Regions from separate parts of the Mus musculus genome. Here region 2 is linked to region 1. A link is a contact called in public Hi-C data. All regions are on one chromosome and are shown on one strand. Each heading gives the region's core, a stretch centred on a gene start, on an enhancer-like site or on the middle of the called end of the contact. The rest is flanking DNA. Distances are from core to core; before and after follow the strand shown.

Region 1 (6,789 bases), core at 3,615-6,114:
ATCTCAGAAGCACTTTAGAAACAAGGCCTTGGATATAGCTCAGAGGGCTATTATAGCTCAGCCTCCATGGGATTAATGTGGAAAAGAAACGTCGCCAGGTGGAGTCTACCCTGTTCCTGGGAGGGTTTTTAGCTGTTGGTCTTTGACTGTTACCTGCCAGTGGTAGTGCCTCTACAGGTCAGACAAGCAAAAATGTTCCTAGGAAGGAACAGGGGTACAAAACTGACGCTGGTAGTGAACTCCTGAGCTAGATAAAGGACCCTAATTCTAGAACACTGGCTCCCCCATCTTGACATAACTACTTAGGAGAAAAGCATTATAATTATATGGAGGGTACAGTGCGGTTCTAAGGGTGACGATTCACTACATTCTATTGTCCTTAATATTCCACTGACTTAGCCCAAAGCAGAGGCTAGCAAAGGGCTGCGCGTGCTACCCCAGATGCGCTCACCGTGGAAAGGAAGGTGGCAGGAGAGGGTATGACTTTAACGACTGTGGCCTCAGGTGGCCTTGAACATGTGGCTTCCTTGTTCTACCAGCTCATTCACCAGTAGCTAGTTAAATTATGCAAACCACATGGGACAAGAGCGATGGTAGAAAATAAATAGAGAAAGATGCTCAATGTAAGGTTACATATGCCTATTAAACATGACAGCTTTATGTTCATCTGTAAGATGTAGCCCAGAGATGTATCTAATGAGAGCTATTGCTGACCATGAGGGCTGTTCATGGATAGAGAAGCACAAACGTGTACAGACATGGTTCAGGGTAGCTCATTAGACTTTCTGTTCAGTGGTGACCTTGCCAAAAAAATAAAATTACTTTAAAAAGTAAATTCAGTTTTAAAATGCTTGAACATTGCTTCCATAAAGAACTTTCTGCCACCGGGCATGGTAGCACTCGCCTTTAATCCCAGCACTCAGGAGGCAGAGGCAGGTGGATTTCTGAGTTCGAGGCCAGCCTGGTCTACAGAGTGAGTACCAGGACAGCCAGGGCTATACAGAGAAGCCCTGTCTCGAAAAACAAAAACAAAAACAAAAAACCACCAAGAACTTACTGCCTTCAACAACCCTCTAAAAACATCTTTGTATTCCCCCCTCCCCCAAGGAGATCGCTCTGCAGGAAAGCGGGCACAGATTGGTACCTCTTTGGCGACGGTGTGCCAGTGAAGATGGGTCTCACAAACATCCATCCGCTCCTGGTGTAGGAACTTGCACTTGTCGGGCACGAGAAGGGCGTCGCTCACAAACTCACCAACTGAAAGAGAGGAGAGTGGACCTGTATCATTCGCGTATGACAGCTGATTTCACCATGGACACACACGGGCTCGACGGAGGTCAGAGAACTTACCCAGAACTTTCAATGCACGAAAAACCCCACAAAGGCTACACTACCTTTAGCATGGTGGGTCAGCCTCTTTAAACAACCGACTGCCTTGCTACCATGAAGACCTTATGTCCATACATTCCCTATGCATGCATCCTTGATGGCTGTATGTTCCCTATATATTCCCAGTGCCTTCTCCTTGAATTAATTTCAGTTTCTGCATCCATATAGCAGCTGCACAAGTAGCCACTGACATTCGTTGTCATTAAGGATTACAGTACAAAAACAGATAGCTTTAATTTGAGCACTGTCAACACCAATGTCTGTTTCTGTATTTTGTAAATTTAAACTGCTTGCAAATTGTTAGAGACTGCAGCATTTTTAAATGTTAAGCTCCAATCTGTACATACACAATGTGTATTATATATGTGTTTATATAAAAACACTCTGGAAAGAGTAATTCATTCAAATTATGGAATCTTGTTTTCTTTGAACTTACATCTCATGAGAAAGGCTCCTAAGCCTGACTGGTACTCCAGGGTTAGGAATGTTACATATCACCCTTCCTGTATACACATACATACATGTTCATGCATGTTCATACATAGTCATGAGGGTAAAAGATTGACAGTGAAAAATAACATAAGCTGTGAAATTAGTTGCTCTTGGTTTTGTCCATTGTGGCATTCCTCTGCTTCAGCACAAAGTCTGCATCTACTAGACAATGAATGTCTGTTGAAGAATGAAGAGATTTCTTTTCATACCAGAATGAAGCAAGTCCTAGGTCAATACAGTGAATGAATCTGACCGGGTGCACAGGGGAATGTCTTCAGGTAGAAATATCACTAAAGGTTAGTCTAAGTGGATGGGTAGAGTAGGTCATGAAGATAAGTTTCACAATGTATGGACAGCACCTCATTTATCATCTGATTTTCCCTGCTGTAAAAATAAAAACTCTCTGACAAATATGACCTAAGGGAGAAAGAGCTGACTCTGTCTTAGGATCCAAGGGCACATAGGGTCCATCATGGTGGGAAAGAAAGACAGTCTCTCACACAGCTGTGACATCCACTACCAGGAAGCAGAGAATGTGGAATACAACAGGCTCCTCTGCTCCCCTGTTCCACACATGCAGCACAGGATCCCGGCAAGGGAATGGTGCCACCCACAGTGGGCCACTTGTTCCATCCTAGTTAACATAATAAGATAATCAACCACAGGCATGCTCATAGGCCAATCTCCCAGGTGATTCTAGATTCTGTGGATTAATGCTGGCCATCAGACTATTCCATCCCTACCCCTGACACAGCTCTGGCAAGCATGCTTGTACTGGAGGAAGGGAAGGGCAAAGGGCACTTCAAAACTTCCCACTTCTGCAGCTGCATCATGCATCTTACTCCACACAGAGCCATGATGTCATCTCCTACAAATCCACTTCCCTAGTGAGAAACCTCTGCAAAGAAACCTGCCTAAGGCAGTGTGGACCACAGGAGGTTGTAACCTAGTTCCAGAGCTAAACAGATACCATCTATGAGGAAGGACCGTTCCCAGGTGAACTACTCAGGCTGTCTGAGGAAGTCAGGTAACCAATCCTGGCGGCCAGGAAATGCCTATTCACTGAGGTATTTCAGGAAAATAGGGTATAGGAAGACAAAAGTGACCACAACCCTTAATATAGCCACCCTCCTTAGTTAACATGGTCAGCCATATTTGCATCTGTGATGTTTTCCTGTTTCATAAGTAATTATTGGACAGATTAAATGCTGGCCTATTATTAAATGCTGACTGTTAATATTGAATCCATTTTTAGAATATCAAAAGAAAACATAAGATGTTCTGGTCCATGGCCTAAATGAGTTCTTGGGGGTACAAATAGAAAAACTGGTGCCAAGAAACAAAATCAAATCCATCGGTTTTCGTCTGTCCAGGGCTCGATGACAGTGCTGAGCCAGTCACTGAGAGATGCTTACAGTCTAACAACTGTTCATTCTATTTTAAAAGGATACTGGAATTTTTAATTTGCAAATTATTTTACTTAACTGTAAGTTGCTGGTATTGCCTATAGCTAACGAAAAATTGCTCTAGCAAAGGATTAACACGAGCTACTTTAAAAGGCCTCAGGACAAAGGGCAAAATGGAAGCTCACTGTGCCCTATCATTAAAGTGAAATTTACCAGTGGACAGCCTTTCTTATCGTCCCCTGAGGGTTGGGAAAGCATATTAGAATGCCACTCATCAAGAAGGTTAGAAGGCTAAATTATAAAAATCTCTCCCAGAGAGAGAGAGAGAGAGAGAGAGAGAGAGAGAGAGAGAGCCTGGAGAGATGGCTCAGGAGTTAAGAGGGCTACTGTTGTTGAGTTCAGTCCCTAGCATCCAGTATGTCCTGCTCCGTTGCGACCCGACACCTCTGACAACTGTGAATATCTGCATTCGTGCACAGATTGTCCTACTGAGAATTATCCACATAATACAATTAAAGATGGAAATAAATAGCAAAAAAATTCTTTAAGAATTGAGAGGATTGAATTTTGTTAAAAATTAATTTTTTAACAAAGTCTATGCTAGAACATAGTTTAGTTTTACGGGAAAGATGGATGTTTTGATATAGACTGAGAGTAATATGTAAATCAAAATTTATTGATTTTTTTTTTTAAAAAGTCTATGATAGGTATAACCTGGGGTTTCCATACACAAGGATGGGTGCTTTGGGTTTGGAAATAAACCTGTTTATGTGGACTCATGCTTCAAGAGCGAGCATTTCTTAACAGAATTCAGATGAAGGCAGCCAATGTTCAAATTAAACAGAGAATCGGAAGGAGAAGCTGTGCTCACCGCGTCTACATATTGTGGGAAATAAGGCAACGTTTACTCTAAACAGAAAAATTCTCCAATACACACTGGGCATGTTTTTTGGTAGCCATGCAAACTGTTTTTATGTGAAAGAAAAAAAGAATTTCATATTTAAAGCACATATGCAAATTTCAGAGGAGAGAGGGTTTTTAAAGTAGATAAAATGCACACTTGGCTGATGTCTTGGCAAGAAAACAAAGATGTGGAAATCAACAGGGCCCCTGCAGGCGTGCAGTGCTGGCTCTGGTGTCGGGGAGAACAGACCTCTAACCTGAATTACCTCATTTTGTAGATGGGCAGGAAGAAGTGCAGGTCAGTGGTTCGCTCACAGGGCCAGCAGGCAGCAGAGCTGAGCTGAAATTTCACGTGTCCCTGCTCTCTGGCCTTCCAGAGATACCTTGACTCATTGAAACTCGGGTCACCATGGTTTACATGGCCAATCTCCCTTGGCTTTGATATAAGAAAATGATTTATCCTAAGCCCGTGAAATATTTTAATGTTATGATCTGATCAGTCTGGCCATTAGAAAAGAATGAGACTAAAATGTCCAGTCATCCAAATGAACGGGCCGGGAATGCATTCTGCTGCATCAGTTAGAACCCATCGAACAGTGACTTGAACACAGTGCGACTGTGTGACACCGGGCTCTGTAGTCACAAGATAGACTGTCCATGGGAACCTATAACCTCACGGTCACGCTCCCGGCGGAATGGAGCAAGGATGGGCGGTTTCCTGCTCTGCAGTTTCCCGGTGTTACCAGGGAGGGAGACTCTCCCTCCAAGTGATCCCCCGCCAACGGGCTGCATTTTTACCCACTGTCTTAGCTGCTCGAATTGAGTTGCAATGGAAGTGAGCAGAAAGTATTTGCCAGTGAGCTTACTGTATAAGGTTCCCTTACACAAGAGAACGTTTGAGAAAAGGAGAGGGAATGGTGGCTATGAAACCTGTGAAAGGTAGATTCTGCAGTACCGTGCATTCAAGGGCAGGGATGCACTTCTAATTATTATATTGTGACTTTACAGAAAAAAGATCCCAGCAATGAGGTAGTATTAGGAGTATAAACATCCACTATCAGAAACATGAGGGGACCCCCACCAGTTCGCCCCACAGGGGAAAATAAGAAGGAACCAGTGTGAGACAATTGAGAAATTTTTTTCTCAGAACTAGGACTGTTTTGGACAGTCAGAATGGGTTTTTGAATAAAATGATTTCAAAGGAAAAGCTGCAAGCAAGAGAACCACGTTTATTATAGCTATTCTGTGGAGCTCTGTGGAGCCTCACAGATGAAGTGGTGCGTTGTACATTTGAACATCACGTATGCTAGATAACAGCTCCGGTAGAGCTCTGCAGAGGGAGGCAGAGGCCCAGGATGAGAGCAGTGAGCCTCCAAGTCTCACGATGATGGTGGTTCTTAAGAGAAGTCTGGGTATCTTCAAACACCTCTCCCAAGAACCTCAGTCCACCCCTAACACAAGTCTTCATTGCAAGTTATTTACATTTCTCCTAGGGCTGAGAATCCAGGAAACCGACAAGAGATGCAATAAAGTAGCACTCTAGAGGAACATGATAATAAGAAAGAAACTGTTGGCTGGTGAGAAATATGATGGAGAAAAAGTGGAGGAACTGGAGTAGGGACTAATCTGAGAGACAAGGTGGAGAACTTTACTGGGTCGTGAGAGCGAATAGGTTGAGAATGCGCTGGAGAAAGCGAGAAAAGGGAAGAGAAAAACATCCTACGTTGACAGAAGACATTCCAGCCACAGAGCAACAGGGTACAGAAGTCCCTAGCAAACGCATGCCTATGAATCCAGACAAAAACAGGAGGGGGTGAATTCTCAGAGAAGAGCAATTTGCATGAGCTCATGGGTGGGTGAGGGCAGGCTACACAGTGTTCAGCTACAAATCTGGTCAGCACTTTTGAGGAACACAGGGAGATGGGCATGTTCGCCTGTCATTAGCATCATAGCTGACTAGGCTGGTGCTGTTGACCTTATCCACGGGAAAAGTGACACCACCTCAGACTAGGATGAAGAGTTTAGAATGGAAGTCAAACTGAAAAGATCCGGGAGGAAAGAAACAAAGCCTGCCTACTCCTGCCTCACAAACTAGAAGCCACTTCACACCGGATGGAGATGCCCAGGATCAGATGTGTCTCACATGTCCCCATAAATTCGCAAACGTACAAATACCCACTCTAGATTTATGTGCGCTTTAGTTCACACTGCATATGTACATACCAAAGTGATAGCTACAGACCGAAGAAATGTTTACTCATATTTACTTGGAAAATTTATTTAAATATATATATATATTTTGTTTCAGCACGTTAGATGGACTGACGCCCTATAAGTGGCGCACGCTGACAACCAGCTGGCAAACGGCTCCGGGAGGCATTTGTGTGGAAAGAATGTTTTCAGAAGTGTATTTCACCAAAATGCCTCTCAACTGGCTCGGCATGAGGCAGAGTTTTGCTTCATGGTGAGGGTCACCTCTGGGTTCTCAGGAACACATGAGTAAATGACTCGGTTCTGTAAAGTGGCTGTGCTGTCACCCCGAGTGTCACCGTAACTATTACAATAACAGCTGGCAGCTGGGTTTCTTCAGAGAACAATT
Region 2 (6,598 bases), core at 2,180-4,679, 65 kb after region 1:
TACTTTTTACTTAGTACACAAGGCTCTGGTCTGAGCCCCAGCTCAGGAGAAAAAAAAAAAGTTCAAGCAAAAGGAGTTATAAGCACTGTGAGGATCATGTTGAATAGGGTACCAAATGAAATAGTAGCCACATCGTTTATAAACTCCATCTCTATTTTTGATGATTTTATTTTGAGGGTTCTTGAGACACCGTTTCATGTCACCTGGCCTGGCCTGGAACATCTGTAGCTGAGTCTGTTTTGAACTCTGGATCCTTCTGCAGCCTCTTCCCAAGGCTTCCCAATCGGGAATCGGGGCACCACCACAGTCCCAAAGATGCTACTTTGGTTTTATAAAAAACACACTTTGCAAAAAGAAGATAAGAGGAGAGAAGTTCCCCTTACCATGGAGGAACTGAAAGTAACACTCACTTCACAGAATTCCCCCAGATAAACTGAGTGACAGCCAGTCATCTAACTGGTCCAGGCAAGCCCTCTAACCGGTCCAGAAGAGTTGGCTCCAGTCATTTGAGTTACATCAGCAGCTGTGGAATGTTCCCTGAGATCAACAGACACTGACCAGAGTCTGGTCCAGGCCAGAGCTTCCATCCCACGGTGAGTGAGTCAACTATTAGCCAGCGAGAGCTAGCCATCTTCCAGCAGGCCCAGCAAGGCCATGGCCTGCCTATACACATAGACTGTGCAAACCTCTGAGCCAAACATGCAGCAACTATAGTCGAGGGAGCTTTGTCTTGGGAACAGAGAGGCAGTTTCCTTCTTGTAAAAGGCAAAGCCTGGTCTCCGGATGTGGGGAGAAGAACTGTTGGCCTGGGTCCATGTAAGGCTCAAAGTCCACCGCTTCTACACTAGGCTCTGACAAAACAGATGGAGTCAAGAGAAAAGAATTCAGATTTAGACAGACAACAGAGCTACAGAATCTGGATTAGAATTAGTAGAGTATAAGTGGTGGTCCAGGTGGGAAATCTATTACTCAATGATAGCTAATCAGCAAGGTTAAAAGGTTGGTTGGTTGGTTTTATGTAGGGTACGGATGTCAACTCCTAGACTTCCCATTAAACTCTACAATCTATTTTGATGGCAACCAGTACTGCATACATCATGCCTAGGATCTAATAAACACATAATACAAAGACATGGAACTCTGATGGGACAGAAAAGCAGCAGAGTGTTACTAAAACGGGGAGAAAGTATCTGTCATCAGCCGTTACATGGTGGCTATGGTGTCCATTCATATGGTGTCACATAGTCATTATGTGAGCTTTGGGGGTTTGTATGTTGCTACAAAGCAACCTTGATGGTGATTTGTTTCTTTTACTGTGGGATAAACACTGATCCTGAAGACAGAGGGTTAAGGACATTCCATGGTGTCCCTCAGAAACACAGCTGCATGCATCAACAGAGAGCCACTGAGAACATCTGGCAGAGGAAGGGGAGAGGAGCCAGTCATGAGCACTGGCTTACAGCAGCATCAGTAATGACAAATGCTTACTGAAGCCTACACGATATTCTTACTGTAACCCTCCAGGTTAGGGACTTCACTTCTCTTTACAAATGAAGTGCAAGGTGGGTTTGTGAAAAAGAAGTAGCAAATAAAAGTTATCTTATCCAACATGCACGAGATAATGTTTTGATATATATATATATATATATATATATATATATATATATATATACACACACATATATATACATACATATATATATACACATATATATAATTTTAAGTAATTAAATAACAATTAACTAATGAAGTTACCTATCACCACACATACTGTTCTATATGTGTGTGAACACTTAAAACCTATTTCAAGAATATAACACTTATTATTAACTACAGTGACAATATCTATACTCCAGCTCTCTATGATGTACCCATGTCTAACTGCGAATTCCTACCCTTTGAACAACATCTCCCATTTACCCCATCCACTGGCATCTAGTGTCTACTCTTGCAAGTTCAACTGCTTCGATTCCATTTGGGAGGTCATGGGATGCTCATCTCTCTGGGTCATTTCACTTCCTTTAGGTAACAGCTTAGACTCGCACCTCTACCTTATTATTTACTACAAGGGTGGGTAAATGATATAGTCTCACTGAATCTAATTTTACTTGAATTGCACTTTGAAATAGGATTTGCTCTCGGCCTTTCTCGATCTCTGAACAGCATCAGATCAATACCTGGATCTTTGTATTGTGCATATCTTTGTCAACTAGAGAGAATGTTCTTCTGGTTTCATAGTACATTATCTATAATACATTCTCAATTTTCTGTAACTCAGAATGTCACTGGACAAATACCTTTATCTTAAGCAAAGAGCATTTTATTACAATATCCCGTAAGCAAAATGTTACTAAAATTTCAGTTTTTGGTTCAGGGGAGGCCAGGCTTAGCTTCCTATTTCAAAGTCAGTTATAATTTTAATTTATAAAGAAAACATCAAATAGCTGAAGACTAATGTCTTATTCTGGCTAGTTCTTTACAACGGCTTTCTGGTTTGGAATACAGAAAGTAGAACCAACTTCACTATATAATACAGAGGGACAGGATGGCAGTTTCATTAAGCGGCGAAGGATTATGTCCTGGTCAGGCCGAGGCCACTGGTTTTAAATATAGCACACTAATTTGGGACATAAACATTCCACTTTTGCTTCAGCTTCTCGGGGAGATATGACTTCTTCAAGGGGAAGTCTTTTAAATGGCTTGACAATTTATTAGAAACGAGCGGCGAAGGGCATCTGTTTTCACAGGGCAACTGTTCAATTAATCTGCGTTAATACAGCCTCAAAGCGCTTGGATCCAGCAACAGGATGTGGGTGTCACAGGATCACACAGCCGAACATATGATAGGGCCTGACACATGCAGGGTCAGGGCAAAGCAATGGCGAGAAGAGAAGGCTTGTTCCTCTAGAGTCTAAACAGCAAAACCCTCCTGCAGCCTGGGGCTTGTCTCGAAAACATTTAACCCAACCCAGGTTGATACTTCCATTCTAAAAAAAAAAAAGAAAAGAAAAGGAAAGGAAAGGAAAGGAAAGGAAAGGAAAGGAAAGGAAAGAAAAGAAAAGAAAAGAAAAGAAAAGAAAAGAAAAGAAAAGAAAAGAAAAGAAAAGAAAAGAAAAGAAAAAACAAAACACCTCTCCTAGACCAGAGACTAGGTGGTGCTGTGTTCAACTCGGGTTTTGTGAATTCATGAAATATCAGAGTCACCTGAAACCATACAAAGTACAAGACGGTTTTCTTTGTGAATCTATTTTCTAGGGACCTAGGCAGAGAAATATAAAGTGTTGATGGTGAGCGGATGCTATGCACACCTACAGGACAGTCACACAGAACTAATCCTGGCAGACAGAAGTCACTGCTACCTGAGGCAGGAGCACGGCCCACCCACTCCAGAAGCCTGGGCAGAGACTACAAACCACATGACCTATCAGAAGATCTCTCAATTATCCCTGCCCGGTATGCTTTGATATGTGATAAACAACCCTTTGTTTTCAGAGGGGTTAGTGGAGCCCTTTGAAAGCAAGCAGCCTGGAATTCCGTGGCTCTCTCTAGCTGGTTCAAGCAGCCAAGGCTGTCACCGGCGCCTGGTCAACTGTGGAGAATCAGAGGGAAGGACAGGGAAATGGTCCTCGTTGTGACCAGCATGCTTTAGATTCCTTCCTAAGCTGGTTTTGTAGGGTTCAAGAAGGTCAAGAACTGCAAGGATGGATAAGCAAGGAAAGAAAGGCCCTGCGGAAAATCTTAACAACCTGGTCTCAGGTACAGTCAGGGAGGGAATTCGCCTAGAACGGAAGCCTTCCGGCTGTTTGACAGCAGCTGAAACAGAAGACAAGAACCTTGGGCAAATGGGCTCTTCTCAGCCCCTGCATTTGTAAAAAGGGGACGCAGCACTGGCCTGTACAGTCAGGACTGTATAGAAAGGTCAGAAAAGAGCTGTTACGAAGGGGCCAAGAAATGACAAGAAGAGCCATGTTAATCCTTCATTCAGTACCTTCCACATGTTATCTTTGTAGTTCTTATTAATTCAGCATGGCTCCTAACAGCACTATTAACAAATACTCTGTAGATATGGAAATGGAAGCTTAAGAAAGTTAATAATTCCTCTACAGCCGCGTTTCTACTGGGCTGTGCCAAGTCAGGACCCAAATTCATAATCTGGATCTTGCATGATCTGCAGACCCATGTTCTGAGTGACCCCCAGATCTTCTGAGGGTTCCCTTATTTGGAGCTGTGATAAAGAGAAGGAGACTCCAACCAGCTCCTCATGCTGTGGTGAGCCAACCGTCAAGTTATTTTCCTTGCCGCTTCCTAACTATGATTTTGCAAATGTTATGAATCATAACGTAAGTGTCTGTACTTCCCCGATGTTCTTAGGCAACCCCTGCAAAAAAAAAAAAAAAAAAATCTCTTGCCCAACCTTCAATGGGGTCACAACCCACAGGTTGAGAACCGCTGACTTAGACGACTAGGAAAAAGGTGATGCGAGCAGAGAGAGGCAGAGAAGACACCAAGGAGCGAGTGTGAGTGGAGGTGGGAGGAGGTCTTACTCCTCAGCATCCCTCCTGCTGCAGGGAGGGTCCAGAGCAGTTGAGAACTGGCTGATGGCTTAACAAACTCCCAGTCTGCCTTCTTATCAGTCCATCCCACCCCAAGGCTGTCTTCCTCAAGGAGAGGATGTCTGGCCCGACAGGACCCACTAGCTCAGTCCCACCCATCATTCACGTAGGCAGTGCAGAGGTGGCTCAGGAGGCACCAAGGACAGATTGTTCATGTGGTCCAATCTTAAATTCCCATTCAGCGGGGGATTACATGAAACACACTTCTGGGCACAACTGACTTCTAGAAGGTCTATCTGCTATTAATTACCATTGTTCTCACCACGGATAAGGGGCTTCTTTACACAGTCAGTATTTTCACATGTACCATAAAGAATAATGGTCTTCCCAAAACTAACAAATCACACCTCTGACATGACAGATCAGCTGACTTTTAATGCAAATTCTTTCCTTTTCCTATTCCCCCCAGAGACTCTGAAATGGCTATAAGATAGTCCAGTATTCCTCACTATCCTAAATGTTGACATGCAAAGGGAAGGCTAATGATTCACAGTCTAAGAGACCTGGAGCTGCTAAGAGCAGCTACTGGTGGCAAAGAAAAAAAAGATGGAAGAAACCAGGGGTTTGCTTCTGTAGACTAAGGTCAGTGCCATGTCCACGGGATCAGTGATAAACTCCTTCCTGATACAGCTCACACCATCAAAGATGGAAATTGATCCACATGTAGGCAGAGAGGAGTGGGTAAAAGCCTCAAGTGTCTGCTATTTCTCCGTTGCCTTCGGGTCAAAAGAATCCATACAGCAAAGTGCCTGGTCTCTGTTCCCATGAACACTCGTACTGACTCTGACTTGTCTCTTGAGCCCTTCACTTGCTTACGTAGCGCCCCTCCCCTCCACAGACTAATCCCCAGTGTCACAGGATATATCGATTGGTGAGTTTGGCTTGCTATCTACTCAGTAGTGCAGAAGTTTGGAGAGATCAGGCATTTCATGTCTTTTCATTTTTCCCCCCATGGTTGAATATGAGTTCTTCTTCACGTAGAGTTGGGGCTCAACAAATGACTTTGCCTCTTACACTGAAGTCATCTTTTATAATTCCTGTTCTGCTGATGGTATGGAACTTCAGTTTTATTAATTTATCTATCGTGTGCTGTACTGGCATTTATTCACTATATGTTTATAGTATTATCTTATTAAAAATGAACATGGACCTGGGGGTGTAGCTCAGTGGCAGAACACAACTACAGTATCCAGCAGAATAAATAAGTAAACAACAACACGCAGTAGTATAAAGCTGGGCATGTAGGCAGCCCCTTAATAAAGCTGACGTGGGTCTGGCTAAGTGGGCTCCAGATTCTACACGGTGACCTCTGAAAAGAGCATTTCACCTCATTGTTGAATTTAAAGATAAATATAGTACTCTTTGGTGGCTTTCGAGTCTTACCTTTGGGAACTCCCGAGAATTAATAGTTATAATTTTCTCTTTATCCACATAATACCAAGAGAGACATTAGCAGCAAGGAAACGAGGAAGAGGATGTTCTATTTACATTTGTGAAATCATACAACCCAATCCTGTTCCCACTGAGTTGCTCCAGTAAGCTGATGGCACAATATCACTAACGTGTATGCCGAAGGCGCAGCTAGGTTTGCCTGTCAAGTCTAACAGCTTCTTACAGACAAACTTCTACCTTCACGAGTGCCGATAGAGCTGTTAAGTGGGGGGTATCGCTTCTTTCAATCAGCAGACCAGATTTTTTGCTTGCTTTTTTTGGGGGGTTGGCAGGGGGATTTATAAATCCCTGTTGATCTGTATGATATCTGTTCATCTCATTTTTTTAAGCACATATTATAGCGAAGTGTGAGCGCAGCAGCAGTTTAGATCACTCGACAAATGAGTATCACCACTTACTTAGCACATAGACGTCCCCCTCTGTTAAAATATTAAATAACTAACAAGCAAACAAACAAAGCAAAGCCCCACACGTACAAGTGAGTAGCTCTGGTTGCTTTAAACAAATGAATGCACCCTTTAAATGTTATAATT

Evidence for each region. Hi-C and Micro-C count contacts between places; a contact is called where the count stands out from the background.
Region 2: a Hi-C map of cerebellar granule neurons shows a contact between it and region 1, with 2.0 times the contacts expected there. The contact joins two enhancer-like sites. A contact is called at or near these places in 2 of 39 promoter capture datasets (embryonic stem cells and hippocampal neurons), 25 of 484 Hi-C or Micro-C datasets (the G1E-ER4 cell line, bone marrow-derived dendritic cells, bone marrow-derived macrophages and 15 more), 4 of 115 datasets of contacts at active chromatin or transcription factors (embryonic fibroblasts, embryonic forebrain, extraembryonic endoderm stem cells and 1 more) and 1 of 9 other capture datasets (bone marrow-derived macrophages).

Annotation. Positions count from the first base shown.
Region 1 is chr16:85,081,632-85,088,420 of GRCm38.p6, forward strand. App (amyloid beta (A4) precursor protein) reads right to left here. Exons shown (of 18, transcript NM_001198823.1): 4 at 1,145-1,257. Among named protein-coding and RNA genes, the nearest start is that of App, 89 kb to the right of the region's middle. Within about 2 kb of position 4,865, at least 10 of the 459 cell types and tissues checked have an H3K27ac peak or open chromatin away from gene starts, as enhancers often do. A contact at or near this core is called in cerebellar granule neurons, where this site is marked.
Region 2 is chr16:85,148,297-85,154,894 of GRCm38.p6, forward strand. The region is part of intron 1 of App (amyloid beta (A4) precursor protein); the gene reads right to left. Among named protein-coding and RNA genes, the nearest start is that of App, 22 kb to the right of the region's middle. Within about 2 kb of position 3,430, at least 78 of the 459 cell types and tissues checked have an H3K27ac peak or open chromatin away from gene starts, as enhancers often do. A contact at or near this core is called in cerebellar granule neurons, where this site is marked.